3 separate regions of the Mus musculus genome follow, and regions 1 and 3 are each linked to region 2. A link is a contact called in public HiCAR-type and HiChIP or PLAC-seq data. All regions are on one chromosome and are shown on one strand. The core of a region is the stretch at or near the end of the contact, and the rest is flanking DNA. Distances in the headings are between cores, read along the strand shown.

What was found. HiCAR-type assays count read pairs that join an accessible place to other places. HiChIP or PLAC-seq counts read pairs in DNA pulled down with a chosen protein or histone mark.
Region 1: a contact with region 2 is called in an H3K4me3 HiChIP or PLAC-seq map of embryonic stem cells, with 15 read pairs. The contact joins the promoter of Kcnc2 here to the enhancer-like site in region 2. A contact is called at or near these places in 2 of 39 promoter capture datasets (3T3-L1-derived adipocytes and hippocampal neurons), 3 of 484 Hi-C or Micro-C datasets (cortical neurons, embryonic stem cells and nephron progenitors) and 2 of 115 datasets of contacts at active chromatin or transcription factors (embryonic stem cells and stem cell-derived neural progenitor cells).
Region 3: a contact with region 2 is called in a HiCAR-type map of embryonic stem cells, with 6 times the contacts expected there. The contact joins two enhancer-like sites. A contact is called at or near these places in 1 of 15 datasets of contacts at CTCF or cohesin (the NIH/3T3 cell line), 2 of 484 Hi-C or Micro-C datasets (both in embryonic stem cells) and 2 of 115 datasets of contacts at active chromatin or transcription factors (both in embryonic stem cells).

Annotation. Positions count from the first base shown.
Region 1 is chr10:112,268,401-112,271,447 of GRCm38.p6, reverse strand. Kcnc2 (potassium voltage gated channel, Shaw-related subfamily, member 2) reads right to left here and starts at 1,431. Exons shown (of 5, transcript NM_001379643.1): 1 at 900-1,431.
Region 2 is chr10:112,398,694-112,401,792 of GRCm38.p6, reverse strand. The region is part of intron 2 of Kcnc2 (potassium voltage gated channel, Shaw-related subfamily, member 2); the gene reads right to left. Among named protein-coding and RNA genes, the nearest start is that of Kcnc2, 130 kb to the right of the region's middle. Within about 2 kb of position 1,547, at least 22 of the 459 cell types and tissues checked have an H3K27ac peak or open chromatin away from gene starts, as enhancers often do. A contact at or near this core is called in embryonic stem cells and hippocampal neurons, where this site is marked.
Region 3 is chr10:112,227,906-112,230,971 of GRCm38.p6, reverse strand. No RefSeq gene overlaps it. Among named protein-coding and RNA genes, the nearest start is that of Kcnc2, 41 kb to the left of the region's middle. Within about 2 kb of position 1,696, at least 8 of the 459 cell types and tissues checked have an H3K27ac peak or open chromatin away from gene starts, as enhancers often do. A contact at or near this core is called in embryonic stem cells, where this site is marked.

The DNA of each region.
Region 1 (3,047 bases), core at 182-2,681, 130 kb after region 2:
TCTTGCGGCACACAGTCCACCCTTGGCTCTGACCTCTCTTTCCTTCTTGCCCTCCACCATGCCTCCCCTCTATCCCTGTCACATCCAACCTGCTTTAAGTCCCCAAGCCCCTCTTTCCTTTCCCTAAATCCCCACCGTTCAGTCCCCAGCCTTTTTTTCTACCCGCCTTTGCTCCAAGCGCTCCTCCCTAACTAGACCCCTTACCCACTATCCCATCCCTCTCTCTCTCTCGCTCAGCCCCTCCCCTGTTCTTAATGCAATTCCCCCATGAGGGAGTTACATTTGCTGAGGCAACTTAGCAGTGTTGAGTGGGAGGAGGCCAGGAGTGCCCCAGCTGCCTGCATACCCTGGTCCAACCTTAAGACAGCTCTCCCCACCGCCACCACCACCCCCAGCACTAGGGGAGTGCCCTTTGCCCGCTCTGTTCTCAGTTCACTTCTCTCCCTCACCTACCAGGCAGAAGACTGAACCCAGAAGTCAGAACAACAATAACAACAACAAACGTCCTCGCTACCGCCTTTCACCAAGGAGACCTCTGACTAATTTCCTCATCCAATTTCCTTTTCACATTACTGTTGCCGTTTGTTGCTAAATGTTATTATTACTTGGGAAAGGAAACGGCTAACTAGGATCCATCTTTGAGGACAAAAGTGAGCAGTCTCTGCCACCCCTCCCCCTTCCCAAGAAAAACAAACATCTTGGGGTGGAGAGTGGGGGGTTGCTTTCGAGGAGGGGCGAGGCCCAGGAGAAGCTGAGGGAGGCACACCCCCTGGGTCGCTGAGCTAGACCGCCTGTTTCCAGCTTCTCCCCAGGGGCTCCACAGCCAAGCTCTTAAAGCTAGGCAGGGGGATGCCCGCCTGCGCTGCCCTTCCTTTTCTCCCCTCCTAGTCCCCGGATACCTTAAGGAGACCGGGAGTAAAGTGGATCTGCTTGGGTCTCCCTGTGGACGAGGTTCTTCCTGCAGTCGGACAGAGTCTCTGCGACCAGCTGAGCCGCCCTCCTCAAAGGAGAAACTACTTGTTGGCGTTTTTTCGGGGTTCAGGTGGTTGATCCGCTTCTCTGGGTGCTGAGGTCGGGGAGACAGTCCCCGCCTGCCGCCCGCCGCGCTCCCTGCCTTCACGCTGCTGCGATCTGCTGGCTCTCCCATAGCCACCCTCCGCACCCAGAGTCACCATCGCGCGGGGCTGGGCGAACCATGGAGCTCGGGGCGGGTCCAGCTGGCACAGCCCGACCCCGCCGCAGACCTTCGGGTCGGCTGGCTGTGTCTGGAGCGGAGGCTGACCGAAGGACAGGGGGGCTCACCCAGTGGAAAGTGAAGGCTCTCAGCTTAGATTTGGATCCACAGATTTGGTGCTCCCCCCACCCCCGCCCGAAAGCGTCCTCTGCTAGAGCTGTTCTTCACCACCGCTTGCCTGAGCACACAGCTACAGTGGGTGGGTGGGTCTGGGGAATCTAGGATAAGCAGCACCGTCCTCCGCCCTCTCTGGAGCCCTACCTGCACTCTTTAAGCACAGATCTCCAGACCCTGTCTCCTCACTGCCCCACCCCTCCCAACAAGAGAGAGAGAGAGAGAGAGAGAGAGAATCTAAAGCCAATTGTATCTTTTCCTTAATGACAGCTGACAGGAGAAGTCTGCTTACAGGTGACAGGGATCTTGTTTCTTGTGTCTTCTACAGGGCTCTACTTTCTCTCTTCACTCAAATGTAGGTCTCCAGCCACCACCTCACGGTTATGTAAAACAAAACAAGTTTCTAAAAGTTTATCCCAGGAACATAATGCTCCAAAAAGTAAAACTTCAGCTTCCTTTGTCTGAAATAACCAAGCAACAAAGCAGTGCTCTCATCAGCCAAGTCCCAGTTAACTCTACTGTCTATCTGGGCCTTGTTTGTGCTGCTAGCGCTGATAAAATTAAGTATTTACAACCGCAGGGCTTTCCCCCCAGAAGAAATAGAGTATCTTACAATTTCAGGGTTCAGGGTTGGTCCTTCTGTAGGCCCTGAGGATAGAATGTGATCCAGTCAGCTACATGAGCTTGAAGGTAGCTAGTTTCTCCCAGCATCTCCTCACACCACTCTCTTCCTGTGTACATGTTATGTGTGTCTCCAGATTCTCCCTTCTCCGTGACATCACCCACATGATACAACAACCCTTGATAACGGCCTCATTTTAACCTGATCACCTCTAGACCATGTCTCCAACTAAAATCACCCTTTAATTAGTGGACATTGGGACCCCAGTAGATTGTCTTAGGGAGAACATGATATAACTCATACTAGATCTCATCACCAAAAAAAGCATGTTCTCTCTCTCTCTCTCTCTCTCTCTCTCTCTCTCTCTCTCTCTCTCTCTCTCTCTCTCTCTCTCTCTCTCTCTCTCCCCCCCTCTCTCTCTCTCTCTGTGTGGGTGTGTGTTTACATTTCAAGGAGAGACAGAGAGAGGGGACAGGTGGAATGGAGGAGGAGGAGCCAGAGCCAAAGAAGTGTACCGTTCCACAACTCCATGAGCAATGAGCAATGTTAGGATCAACATCCAACCAGTAAGGAAAGCATCAGGATGTAAATAGAGGGAGGGATCTTTGAAAAAACAAATTTTGCTGTCAATACTGTTATTTAGCCACAAAGTCGGCTGCAGCTGTCAAATTGACATGACTGGAAAAAGAAACTTAATTGATGAATCACCTCCATCATATTGACCTGTGGGGATAACTATGGGGCATTGTTTTTTACTTAATAGTTGATGTAAGAATACCAGACTAGGGAAAAAAATTACCAAATGAATTCGAATTCTATTGTCCCAGCTATTCCTTTATTTAATGTCATAAGTTCAATATAGAAAAGAATATGATATAAGCTTTAAAGTAAATTCACAATAGTAATAATGGTAACCTGAGCATTGGTAGTAACAGATAACATTTACTGAGAGCACAATAATTGTAAAATGCATAAATTCCATCCTTCGGTTTTAATAAAAGTAATGTTCACATTGTATAATAATGAAGACTATAGAAAGCTAACTTGTATCTTATATATCAGTGACAGGAATCTATG
Region 2 (3,099 bases), core at 298-2,797:
CACAACGAGACGTGGAAAAACTTAAATCCATATTGCTAAGGATTGGGTGCCTTCTCATCTCCCATTCCCTAGTCTGCCTCTTTCCCTGTCCCTAGAGTTATGTCTTTAAAATCCCATAAAATAATAAAAAAATGCATCCTATCTTATGTAAAAAGTCATCCTACCTAATAAAAATATTTAGAAACAACATAGTTTGGTTCTGGTGGCAAAAACTAAGGACAGGGGAACAATCGCAGCATAATAAACTTTATTGCCTGACAGCTATGTCACATTTGACCAAAAAAAAAAAATTTAATTTTAACCTCTCTGCTGCTAAGTTTAAACATTTACAAAACAGAGGTAACATTTATAGCCATTTCCTTTATTTTTTTTCTTGATATAAAGTGCTTAGAAACCTAATAATCTTTTCTTTCTTCTTGTGGAAATAAGAACAAGATCAAGTTATGAGGTGGTTCTGTTTAGGCCATTAGTATGAATTTACTGCTTTCTACCTTTGAGAATTCTGTTTAATAAGCAAGCAGGCTGTTTACAGTGATATGAATGTGCTTAATTAAAAAGCCTTGCTCACATCCAAACCTTAAGGAGAGGGTTAATTGTCAGTGTTCAGTATACAGCCCAAGCCTTTTGTAAGTACACACTGATCTTATCTAGATACAACTATCTTAAAAATATGCTTGCATGTTTGTGTATTTCATGTGACTAAGCATCGGCTGCGTTTTCTAGACATTGGTTCCTATTTTTCCTAATAAGAAACATAAGCAGCCCGTTAGTGCTCACGTGTCCTGCCGGGCTCTCGTGTTGCTATGCAATCTGTTGCTATTTGTAAAATATTTATTTCGAATTACTTTGGTTGGCTGATTCGAGTTTCATTTCCACAGAGAGCTGCAGGGAAGCTTCTCCAACATTCTAAATCTATCTCAAATCCCTTTTCTCTGTAGACTTCTTAGATTTTCATGGTCTGGTAACAGGAGTACTTTTTTCCCCCTGCTATCATACCGCAAGAATTTCAAGGATGAATAAAATCACAAGCAAAGTGTGCTCTGAAAAAAATAATGTCCCACAGGAGACCTGCTGATACAGGGAGTAGGACTTTGCCTTGGGAGCTTGGAAATGTGATCCTGGTGTCCTGCTGACTCATTGTTTGACCTTGTTCAAGGACATTCTTCACTGTGTGCCATGAATGACCAGAAAGTGTCAATAGCGTCCACATTCTTTGATGGTAGCTTCTGGAATAATAACCTCTTTTAATGACAAATCTCACAAGCGGTGCTGCTTAAAAATGCAAAACATCACTATTACTTATGCAAAATAATATAATAAAATGCAAATGGGAAGCTAGGATGTATTCGTTTGAAAAAAATAGGAACAGGTTTTTGAGAACTGGCAGACACGCAAGGGGCTATTTGTTCTGACATAAATTATATTTGGAATTCTAAGATTCCGATGAGAGGAGAAAGTGATTATTGTACATACAAACTGTACAATGCTTCCATGGGACCTGGAGTTTCATTTCATTCCCATTCAGATACAGTTCCATTTGCTCACATTTTGGGTTGTTCCATGAAAAGCCCAGCTGCTTGCCCAGCTGTGTATCAGCCATTCTTGACCACAGCCTTATTAGTGGGTTTCTCCCCCCAACTATTTCCTTCAATGCTAAAAAAATGACAGCGCCTCGATCTGAAGGTCATACGGAAAAGTTTCTGATTCTGCGAGCACGAGGATTATAAAATGAGATACCATTCAGATATTCTCCTATAAACATATGGTGTTTATCAGAAATCCAATCCTGAGTTGTTAGAGCTTCATCACAAAGCTGTCAAATGATCAATTATCTGAAGATAAAGAGCTCAGCCTCTGAGAAAAATATTCTATATCCCTACTGCTCTCGTTCCAATTTCAAGTAACTACACACAAAACATATTTGAAGGAAGGCTGTCCCATCTCTGTGCACATTAAAACATTTGTCAGAAAGGCAGAGCAACTGTGATCTATGGGACAGAAGAACCAGTGTCAGCTTTCCCTGGGAGCAAATTGTGCTTTGACCTTGGGATAGCATGCAGCCCTCCTTGTTGGCCTCCATTTATACCCAAAACTGGGTGCTTTAAAACTGTGCCATAGAACTGGGTTCTGTGACCATATTTTAGGACAGATTAAAGTAGCAGGGAAGAAAGAAAGTAATTTATTTTGGATGGAATTTGGGGTTCCTACTTACTTAGTCTAGCTGTATATAGTCTTATTCCTATAATTGTAATGAGCGTTGGTTTAATGCATATGTTTCCCCTTCTAAATACATTCAAAATAACAAGCTGATTCCTACAGCCTTCACAATGGGGTTGCAGAGCTGAGGAAAGAGTTGATATAACTAAGACGAATTATCTTCAATCTGTTCCTTCAGCAGGACTACATCCGAGGTTTGTTCTTGCTTTGATTAATCTGTTATTATAGCATTATGCACTGAAATATGTTTCTGCATGTCTTCTGAGAAAACATAGTCTGCCAATTCATATGGCCACCAGAAAAATGTATAAAAGAACAAATACATATATTTTCATAATGCTACATAATTTTGACAGATATTTAAGTTTACATGTTTGTTATGCCCTTTTATTGCATACAGAAATAAACATGGAAGCAGAAATTTTAGGATGTTATCAAGCAATCTTTTACATTTTTTCTCAATTATTTTGCCAGTATCCCTTTGGGATTTTCCATTTTCAATAGTGGTCATGCATTTAAGGAGCCTTGGTAAAAATATGTAGATAATTATTCAAAATCTAAAATTATACCATAGAATTTTGATTGCATACAGTTTTCAATATAATTCTGTCTCAGGCACAAGCATGACAAAGAACATCCTAATCACGATATTCTTTAATAATTTTTGTGTTATAAAAGGTGATCTAGCTGCGGGCATAGATTCTGATGAAGGTGAAATGAAACAAAACTCAATCAAACTAAAAAGCAGTCAGGGGGTTTTAAAAGTAAGATATCATGCATAACAGCATCAACTTAATTTCAGTCATAAGACTAAAAGAAATCACTAAAATTATTCAACTGCCAGGAGAAAACAATAGAAAAAAATAACATTGTGAAAATGGG
Region 3 (3,066 bases), core at 447-2,946, 170 kb after region 2:
TGATTCGAGAACTACAGGAAAAGGCAAGATGCATCATTGCAGGTCCTATAAAATCATCTTGATGCATGGTGCTTTGAGGTGGAGCCTCCTGGAGTCAGAGTTCTTGCTGAGGCCAAAACCAGGTAACCAACATGAAGCAGCCTGGCTGCTGGGCTGCGCTTTCCACAGCAGGCCTGCAGAAGCTGAGAACCTTTCCTGTAGAACTGGATGCTGCAGACTAAGGAAAGGAGGAGAAGGGGAAAGAGTTATGATCAGCACCTGTCATCTTGGGTTCAGTGGCTGAATTTAGCCTGAATCTGGTCTTTGGAATCTGTGGATGTGTACCAATGCCTGACCTGCCCCTGTTCCATCTTTTATGGGTCTTGTTTATTGTTCATACATATGTTCACACACCCTTCAGGAAGACGAAAGCTCCAAGCAGCTTATGTCTGTTCACAGAATGGTGATGAGTGTGCGCCCATGTGGTGGGTGTTGAGCTGTAATCAAACAATATAAAATGCCAGTTTAGAAAAAATAAGTTTAAGACATTAATTTGCAACGTTCTGAATGTACTTGATAATATATTTTAATTTTGAAAGATTCTGAAGTTGCTCTTCCACAAAAAAAAATCTATGTGAAGTACTACATGTTAATCACCTAGATGTAACCATTCCTCAAGATCCATCTGTACATGTCTATGTGCAAGTTTCCTAACATTATGTTTCACATAGTACATTTGTTTAATATTTTGTTTAATCTTTAATTATATTGTTGATTGTCAGTGATTTCGTATTGCCTGTTGAAAGTGTGCACTCCACACAGAATTGAATCTTTAACATTGCAAAGCTAATTAAATCTTTAGAAATTGTAAAGTTATAAATTCATCAGAAGAATTTAAACCAGAATTGTTCTGAATATCTGCGAGTTTAAATTTCTGACCCCAACCCACAATAATTTCACAATGCCCTGGGAACCTAATTTTTCTTTATCAAAGACAAATTGTGATTGTGAGATGAAATACATTCTATGGGAGCAGAGTCTGTTAAAATTTCTCAGGGAAAGAGCTATAAAAGAGCTGTGTTTCATAATGATTTATTCCTATGATTTCTATAAGGATTTATCCCCCGTGTGAAGTTACAGAATGGCAGGTAAATGGAGGTGGATTTGAGGACTGAACCAGCAGCAAGCTCTGGAGTGAGGAATCCATGCCTGGGGTGATCATGTTTGCATGAAAAAAGGAAGGACTGGACTGTGTGGTCTCCTCTACTGAAGAGTTTTCTGTAGTTAGTGACTCTGTAATTAGTAGGAAGGAAGAAAACAGAATAATGGGCAGAGTTGAATTCACTTGTTAGGGAAGTTTAGTGAGTACCCACAAACTAGACTCCTTAAACACTAGCTGCCACGCCCTGCCCTCCAGTCAAGTCTGCTTGACAGGCTGAAAAAGTCTGTAAGCACTCAACTAGGAAAAGAGTTTCAAGGAAACTCACCTCCTGGAGCTTTGGCGTTCTCATTTACCCTTATACTCATACTCTATTCCTGGTTAGTCCGGTGTACGGATCTACGAGCTCTCTTTTAATATTTTATTATAAATGCCTTTTAAGATTAAATTCTGTTATAGTTAAGTCTCCCCATTGTTCCAAGGTCCCAGAAGTCTGTGAGCTTGAAATCCGGCAGGATTGCAGAAAGGAAGTTACCTATTCAGTTACTAATTAAACATTACAAAAGACAGAGCCAGTAGCTCAGAGCTGGTCTGCAAAATATTTACCAAGGACAGTAGTAGCAAATCTCACCCAAACAAGGGAATAATAGAGCTAGGGAATCCCACTGAGACAGAGATCTTCTCTACAACTAGGTATAGCAAGCTTCACATTAGAAGCAAGTTGGTAAATTCTTCTGTAGACCCAGGAAATAGGGTGTTGGGGTACTGCAGTATTCATGAAAAGATCTGCTAGTGCAGAACCCCGAGGTGGGTTTAACAATAGACTAGTTTACACCTGGCTCCCTTCTTTTGCAGCAGCAGCCTGGTCCCCACCTTCTTTTGATGTATACTTTCCTTTTGTATTGGGTCACTGTAACTTGGTGGATTGTATTTTGTCTGGTTTCTTGTTATTTCTCTGGTATAAAAAGTTTGATGCTCAACCTGACACAATACATTCAGATTCTACACAACCTCGCATGTTGATCTGTCTGTCACCCGCCGATGCCTTGCCCACCTGCCCCAGAGACCCGTTCCACGCAGACGAAGGGACCCAGAGGGTCTACGGCAACTAGCAACTTAGGTCTGGAGGCCTAATGCCCAGCCTCTCCCCCTTGGTCTTTGAAGGGACTAGTACTGTACACAAGACATCTCAAGACCAAAACTCAGCACCAAGGAGATTTATTTGCCCCAGAGGAACAAAGAACAGGGAATAAGAGACAAAGGAAGAAAAAACAAAGATAGAGGACAAGGGAGAAGGAGATGGAAACAAGGGAGATGGATGGGATATTTGTCCCGGAGGAAAAAGAACTGCTTGGATAGAGAGGAGACAGAGGTGGTCATCAGAAAATAGTAGTTTATAAAGGTAAAAGGGGAACTCCCATGTTAGGATGAGGGGTTTAGTTTTAGTTGGGCATGTTAATTAGATGACAGGGGTGGGGGTAGCTTTTGATGGCTGGACTTCAATACTTTGATAGCTGGACCTTGGTAGTCAGCCTCCAGAGAAAGTGGCCAAATAAGGGAATAGACCTTGGTGGCTAGCTTTAGGAATATAATCTAACAGATTACAGATTGCAAGACAAAAGAGCTAGAGGAAAGGCAAGCCTTGCCAGAGTCAGGTTTGCCATGCTTCACCAGCGAGTGCCCCTTCTGTCTTCATGTCCGCGGTTTATCCTCTACATGGTAACTGATCTGTATGCATGAACGTAGTAGTAGGTCCTCTTACACCTCTTACAACAAACAAACAAACAAACAAACAGTGGATTGGGATGCAGCTATTGACTTTATTTCAGCTTGTTTGTTTACATACTGGCCTTCCTGCAAATACAGTCATATTCTGAGGTCCTAAGATTAAATATGTCAACAGAACAATTCAGAGAGTAAAGACTTGT